Regions from separate parts of the Mus musculus genome. Here region 1 is linked to region 2. A link is a contact called in public HiChIP or PLAC-seq data. All regions are on one chromosome and are shown on one strand. Each heading gives the region's core, a stretch centred on a gene start, on an enhancer-like site or on the middle of the called end of the contact. The rest is flanking DNA. Distances are from core to core; before and after follow the strand shown.

Region 1 (3,767 bases), core at 879-3,378, 210 kb before region 2:
GCACTTGGATAGGCTTAGCCACTGATCACCCATCAAGGGATAGTGTCCCAGGACTCACTGGTAAGGCAACCTCAAAAGCTGGCTTGCTCAGGCTGTGGGCATTGGGGGATGGAAACTCTAAGCTCTCGAGCTCTCCGGAGTCACAGCCCAGGCAGCCAGAGGGCCTCTCCCACAGCAGTGGCAACATTGTAGTTCACCCAGCGAGGGAGGAACTAATGAAATGTTCTTGGTCAGAGACCGGGAACCCAGCTGTGAAGAGTCAGGTCCTGAATCGTATGACCTCAAATGGGGAAGCTGGCTATGATGAACAGGGCCTTTAATTCACCCTCACAGCCTCGAGAAAAGCGCAGAGTAGGAGACTCATTTAAAATGGGGGAGGGGTGGTGGTACAGCAGGCAAAGGCCCTGGCTGCACAAACCTCATGACCTGAGTTCCAAGCAGGGAGTCGGGGTGGAAAAGTCCTCGGACTGACACACACAGGCTGGGACAAAAGTATGTGTGCACAGGAAATAGTAATAAAAATGATCACAGATTTAAAATGAGAGCTAGGTTTAGTGGCCCATGACTGTAATACCAGCACTGAAGACATGCAAACAGGATTAGTCCAAGGTCATCCACGACTAAGTATTGGATTTGAGGCCAGCCTGGGCTACATGACACCCCAATCTCAAACAATAAAAATAATAGGGGCTGGAGAGTTACCTCAGCAGTTAAGAGTACAGTCAGCTCTCCTAGAGGACATGAGTTTGCTTTTCAGCATTCACAACCTTCTGTAATCCCCTCAAAGCCACACACACACATACACACACAAACATTTTAAAAACAAATCTTTAAAAGATTAAATAATATAATGCAAAGATTGCACCGGGTGTGGTGGCACATGCCTTTAATCCCAGCACTGGGGAGGCAGAGGCAGGCGGATTTCTGAGTTCGAGGCCAGCCTGGTCTACAAAGTGAGTTCCAGAACAGCCAGGGCTACAGAGAGAAACCCTATCTCAAAAAACAAAACAACAACAACAACAACAACAACAAAATTACAATATAGCTCCAGTAGAGCAAAAGGTCCAGGTTTGACACCCTTCTCAGCACTCAGCCAGAAACCCAAACACAAAGCCCAAGAAAAGGCAGGCCAAGAATGAAAGACCAACATAAAGACACGCATGGCAGAGACGAGGCTTGAGCCCAGTTCCCAGCCCTGGGGCAGCCACACCAGCACCGTAGAGCTGAGGGGTGGGAGTCAAAGCCATTTGGGAACCTCTTATTTCCTGCGGAAGACCCAGCTTCCGGCTGCTAATCTATCAGTGGCCCAGGGCACCAGCATCTACTTCTGGTGGCTCCCCCATGGCCATGAGCTCATGGCTTCCCTCAAGCTGGGAGGGTGTGCGCCTAGGAGGTCTTTATGTAGATTCTAGGTGCTATGCTAGACGCTAGAGACTTTGCTCAAGTGCAGAGTCAGGGGTCTGGTGCATAAGGGGAAGACGTTGTTCTTATCACAAGTTGAATTGTAGCCCCCTATTGTTTTCCATTCCTCACCTAAGACACTGTCGGATGGAAGTTGGGGACTGGGCTAGACAGAGACATGCTAGCACCCGGAGGTTAGCAGACCATCTGCATCTGGTGGGATTTTGGTTTCAGCCTAAGACACTCATTCTGGCATGGGGGGGGGGCATGCAGGATATGGTCCTTGGATGTGGCCACTGGCAAGCTTTCTGTGTAGGTCAGGAGTGCATTTGTGCCTCGGCAGAGAGCTGGCTTCCCTAATCCTGTTCATGTAGCACATATGGGTGCTGCACAGAGGACCCACGGCGGTGCACCGCGTCCATCACTGGGACCTGTCACTCAGGGTCGAATGCATTCAGAGGGGATGGGGAGGGCAGGAACCCCCGGCCCTAGGGTGAGCGCAGCGGCAACCTAAATCTGTCTCTGGGGGCCTGGGGATGAGACCCGAAGGGAGGGCCGGGCCGCCGCTCACCTGCGCTCATTTCGGCTCCTCGCGCTCATCGCCGGCCGCTGTGGCCCGCGGCCTGGGCTCGGCGTGCGAGGCCCCGGGGCACGGTCGGGGGGCGCCGGTTGCGGCGATCCGCGGAGGGGCCGGGCTGGGCAGCACCTGCAAGACGCGACGGCGACTGGAACTGTGCCGCAGTCTGCGGCCGTCAAGCCCCGCCCCTCCACGGCGCCTGCGTCCGTCGCTGCCGCGCGGGCTGCCGGGACTTGTAGTTCCCAGTCTGGCCTCTGTCCGGAGCTCGCTGAGATCTTGATGCTGTGGGCAGCGTGGGTGGAGGCGCGAGTCGGGGGATGGGGAGAGGAGGGAAGAGATGGGAAGCAAGGGAATGTGGACGGGACAGTCCCCAGACAAAAGAGATAGACGGAAAAGGACAGGCTGCGAGACAGGTAGGCAGACATACAGGCAGACAGAGGGCGATGCTGGGAAGACACAAGTGGACCGGCTTGACAGAAAGGGGCGGGGGGGGGGGCACCAGGCAGACAACAGACAAAGAGGTAGAGAGGTGACAGACAAACAAACAGAAAGGAACGTTGGGACACCCCATTGGAACAGCCTCCATATAGAACAACAATAATACAGGAAACAGGCGGACAGACAAACATCAAATAGGCAGGCAGAGTGGGAGGGAGAGGTTGGAAGACACAGGTGGGACAGTCTCCAGACAGAACAGACAAACGGAAAACCGATATGCTGGGAGACAGGACAGACAAAAAGACAGGCACACGGATAGGCTGCTGGCAGACAAACAGGGGGGCCATACTGGGAGACAGAGGTGGAAGAGGAGAAAGTGTCCTGTCCGCGACCACAGCCTCAGGCGCACCCCTCAGCACTGCACCTTACGCGTGCAGGTTCAAGCCTGCCCCTGTCTCTTCCAGGCTGTGTGACTGTAGATGTGTAAGCTAACCTCCCTGGGTCTCCTTTTCTTCAAAACAAAACAAAACAGCACTATTAATTCTAATTGTGTGTGTGTGTGTGTGTGTGTGTGTGTGTGTGTGTGTGTGTGTGTGTGTGTGTGTGGTGGTGGTGGTGGTGCATGTATGCACAATAGCACATCAGAGAACAGTCTTCAAGAGTCAGTCATATTCTTTCTGTGGGTGCCTAGGAATTGACCTTAAGTCCCCAGCAAACACCTTTACCCCCTGAGCCATATTACTGGGTTTGGACCTATTTTTTTTTTTTAAATTTTATTTCTTTTCACGTGCCTTGGTGTTTGACTGCATGCGTGTCTGTGTGAGGGTGTTGGATCCTCTGGAACTGGCGTTACAGGCAGCTATGAGCTGCCATGTGGGTGCTGGGAATTGAACCCAGGATCTTTGGAAGAGCCACTCATGCTCTTTTTTTTTTTTTTTTTTTGGTTTTTCGATACAGGGTTTCTCTGTATCTTCTTGGCTGTCCTGGAACTCACTTTGTAGACCAGGCTGGCCTCGAACTCAGAAATCCACCTGCCTCTGCCTCCCAAGTGCTGGGATTAAAGGCGTACGCCACCACTGCCCGGCTACCGCCCATGCTCTTATCCACTGAGCCATCTCCCCAGCCCCGGGACAGCTTTTTCTGACCTGTACAATGACAAATAGCAGCAGTGACGGCTTGTTGTACGTGCTGCATAAGAGCACTCATCTAAAGCCTGATACTACTGGGTAGATATCAGGAGAAGGTCACACTTGCCATAGACTCCCATGGTCAGATATGGCCAGAAAGGTGCTCCATACAGGTTGGCTGTGATGATGCGCAGGAGGCTAAAGGGAGGTAGGACCTAGCCCAG
Region 2 (3,860 bases), core at 742-3,241:
TAAGTCTGGGGTGACGGCTCAGTCAGTGAAGTGCTTGCCTTGCAAGCCGGAGGATCTGCATTTGGCTCCCCGACACCCACTTAAAAAGGCAGGTGCAGTGGCGGGACCTGTGAGTCAGAGACAAGCGATTTGTAGAGTCAGCAAGTCCAGCCAATCAGGGTTCAGTAAGAGACCCTGTCTCAAAACATCAAATAACTCTCAACGGAGGAAGATGTTCAACACTGTGCCATGGCTTCTCTGTGCTCTCACGAGGGCTCATGCACACTCACACAGATGTGCACATGTGTGTCACACATATGTAAGGCCCTGCGGGGTGGAGGCCCACACTTGAATCCCAGCGCTGAGGAAGCAGAAACACATTCTTCTGGGACTCACTGGAAGCCAGCAGAGTGGACTTCGTGGGTTGCGGCCAATGAGAGATCCTGTCTCAAAACTCAGGGGCCGGGCGGTGGTGGCGCACACCTTTAATCCCAGCACTTGGGAGGCAGAGGCAGGCGGATTTCTGAGTTCAAGGCCAGCCTGGTCTACAGAGTGAGTTCTAGGACAGCCAGGGCTATACAGAGAAACCCTGTCTTGAAAAAAACAAAAAATAAAAATAAAAAAAAATCAGGCTGGGGACCAGGGAGATGATATTTGCCAGAAAGCTTGGTGACCTGGGGTTCAATGCCCAGGACTCACATGGTGGAGGGACAGGAGGGACAAAACAGACTCCTACCATGTCTTTATACTATGGCTGGTGGCCTGGCTCCTGTACCAAACCCCCTGAGGACAGAAAGGGACCCTGGTCCTAACTCCTATTTAGGGATCACGGGACCCAGGAGCCTTTTTTTGGCCTCTCAGACCCCCAGTAGCCTCCTGTCCAGCACACACATGTGCTGAGCTCTGGGGACGCTGGCCAGGAGGCCATGGGCTCAGGTCTACCGAATCCTGCGGCCTTTGATGTGGAGCCAAAGGAGACCCTACAGCCCCCCAAACACCCTGTGCTCTCGGCAGCCTCCGAGACAGACACACCCTCTCTGGGTGCTCCCTGTTAGGACTTGTCATCCCCACCCCCAGTTCACCCCATGAGCAGACAGCCCTGGCACCAGGTGCAGAGCCCTCATGAGTGCCCTCAGGGCGGGCGCGGCCCACACCCGCACCATCTGGTCTTCTGGGGGAGGTCCTGTAGAGGCAGATACCCAGGGTATGCAGCAAACCTCACCTCTAGGTTGGGTAACATGGTTTCCCCTCCCAGCCGTGCCCATGGCCCCCACTACTTTTTCCTCTCTGTGCTTCAGCTTTCCCTTCTATAAAATGGGCTGGCAGTCAACTGCCCTCGGATGCTTGGTGTTACAGTGAGAAGCCTTTGTCTTAAGGTTTGAAAAGACCACGTCACCAGGACAGACTGCTAATAAAGGCCCTACCCTGTGGCCAGCTTCTGTTCAAATCCTTACTGGCTGCAGAGCCTCCTCTACCCTGGGCCTCAGTTTCTTCATCTGGAAAGTGGGTGTGATGATGTGAGCTGACCTCAGAGATGCTTCAAGGATGAAGTGGGGGAAGGGACTGCAACAGCTTGAGTTTCACAGACTGTCCTGGGAGCATTTCAGCGGAGAGCAAGTCCCGAAGAGAAGAGTGGGGGGTAGGGCGGCGACCTCAGCCACGCCCAGAATAGCCTTCTGTTTAGCCTTCTCCTGCCTTTCTCCCCTTCTTTCCAATGTCTTGTTAAGTGTGCTTGGGCAAGATGTGCAGTCCTGGCCCAGGCAGGGGTGGCTAAGGGCATAGCCTGTGCTCTCCCCTCACAGGCTTCCGAGTGCCCCACTCTTCTGCTGTTGCAGGCTTCACTGTGGACACCCATGGGTGGGTGGGGGGGTCCTGGGTGGCCCAGGGTAGAGGAGGCTGTGCAGCCACTGGGGCACCTGAGTGGAGAGGGGCTGGGCCTCCGGGGCAGGGCAGGTGCTGACTCATGGGCTCGCCTGGCACTATAAAGGAACCAGCCCAGGGGCTTCCTGCTGCCTGCTGACCGAGCGAGCAAGGATGGCCCAAGGCGCGGTGATCCACGTGGCCCCCGAGCAGCCCACTCACGCCGTGTGTGTGGTGGGCACAGCGACCCCGCTGGATGTCCGCGGGTGAGAGGGGCAGAGATCCTGGGCCTGTGGGGGCAGTTTGGGGCAGGCAGGAGCTGGGCGCTGCTGGCCCAGCTCAGGTTCTGGGCAAGAGATCTGCTAGAGAGATAAGCCAGAGGTGTGGGGCCTATCGTGCCAATTAGTTCTCTGTGAGGTATAAATACAACTGCCTGGCACTCAATGCAAGGAATTACAGGGCTGCCTAACAAGGGAGAAACAGTCCCTGCTGTAGGCTGACGGTGGGGAGGGCTTGGGCAGCTGGGCCTGATTTACCTTACCTCATGAAATGACTTTAAGGATTAAGTGTGGCAACTCCAAATGTGTTTGTTAAGCACTCTATGGTGCTGTTTGTTAAGTACTCCATGGTGCTGTTTGTTAAGTACTCTGAGGTGCTGTTTGTTAGGTACTCCACAGTGCTGTTTGTTAGGTATTCCGTGGTGTTGTTTGTTAAATACTCTGAGGTACTGTTTGTTAGGTACTCTGTACAGTACTGGGCAGATCAGATCCCCAACAGTTCATTTGTTGTTCATTTTTTCCATTCCCTTGTACATTCAACAAATATAACCTGAGTACTTACTGAGCACTGTGACCTCTGCCAGGTTCCGGGTCACCTAGGACAATGGAGGAAGCCTCGTGGGTGGAGTCTGATGCAGCCTTTCATGTGGGAATTGCAGCAGCTTCCCCCACAGAGCTGGGCATCGTGACCCAAGTGATGTCCATAAAGGCCTCTGGGAGGTGCCCAGGGTCAGTGGGTCAGTGACTGTCTGACCCCAGCAGCAGGAAAGCACTGGCGGTCTGGGTGGCTCACAGGCCACTGGTGAGAGGCTGAGGACACAAGGAAGGGAAAGCCTGGTATCATCAGAGGCGCCCACTCCCAGAGGACAAGCTGCTTGAAAGTGGGTGCCGAGTAGAGGCCAGAGGCCAGAGCTAGCCCAGCATCCTCGCCAGGATCCCAGGCTAGCTCTCGCCTTAAGTCTAGGTCACAAGTGCTCTTATTGTCTGTAGATGCAGGGGTGTGTGGGAGCCTGCGGAGGCCAGGACAAACTCAGGTGTCATTCCTCAGGCTCTGTGTACCGAGGTCGGCAGCCAGCCTGTGGGAGTCAGCTCTCCTCTCACCATGTGAGCTCCAGGACTCAGGTCGGCAGGCTTGGCAGCAGGCGCCTTTGTCCACCGAGCCATCTTGCTGATCCTGATGGAGGTTTTCAAATGGGGAGATCTGAGCATTTGATCAGACAGGGGTGTTGATGAAAATGTGGGTGTTTGTCCCCCGGGAAGAGCCAAGACTGGGGCATGTCCCGTCCGTGAGAAGGGAATACAAGAATGGGAGGGCTGTACTGCGGGGGGTAGAGGGGGACAGCAGCTTGTGCCGCTTGCATGAGGTCTTGGAAGAACTTCTGCCCTTCTCAGGGCATGGGCTCAACCTGCCTTTGCCTCCCAGCTCTGGGAGCAAGCCTGCACCCCCGCGCTTAGCACACGGTTCTGGGGCGCAAACTCGAGTCCTGGGCCTTTCATAGAGCCACACCAGGATCTGACATAAATAAGTAAATAGACAGACCGACAATAAATCATTTTAACTGCCCCTCCCAGGCAGTGCTATATGAGCAAGCCCCTAAACAGGGCTACCAAGCTCTGTGGCCCTGTCAGGGACTCAGGCCTAACCCCACAAGCATGGGGACCAGGGGACAAAGAAGAGGCCACCTGTGGTTTGAGAGGCCCCAGGTGACACTAGAAGGTGTTGTGTTCACAATGGGAACCCCA

The links. HiChIP or PLAC-seq counts read pairs in DNA pulled down with a chosen protein or histone mark.
Region 1: a contact with region 2 is called in an H3K4me3 HiChIP or PLAC-seq map of stem cell-derived neural progenitor cells, with 4 times the contacts expected there. The contact joins the promoter of Atp13a2 here to the promoter of Padi4 in region 2. A contact is called at or near these places in 3 of 39 promoter capture datasets (embryonic stem cells, pre-B cells and stem cell-derived epiblast-like cells), 6 of 115 datasets of contacts at active chromatin or transcription factors (double positive thymocytes, embryonic stem cells, large pre-B cells and 3 more) and 2 of 9 other capture datasets (adipose tissue and liver).

The regions. Positions count from the first base shown.
Region 1 is chr4:140,985,282-140,989,048 of GRCm38.p6, reverse strand. Atp13a2 (ATPase type 13A2) reads right to left here and starts at 2,128. Exons shown (of 29, transcript NM_029097.3): 1 at 1,973-2,128. The coding sequence starts at 1,982.
Region 2 is chr4:140,772,334-140,776,193 of GRCm38.p6, reverse strand. It overlaps Padi4 (peptidyl arginine deiminase, type IV), which reads left to right and starts at 1,991. Exons shown (of 16, transcript NM_011061.2): 1 at 1,991-2,105. The coding sequence starts at 2,014.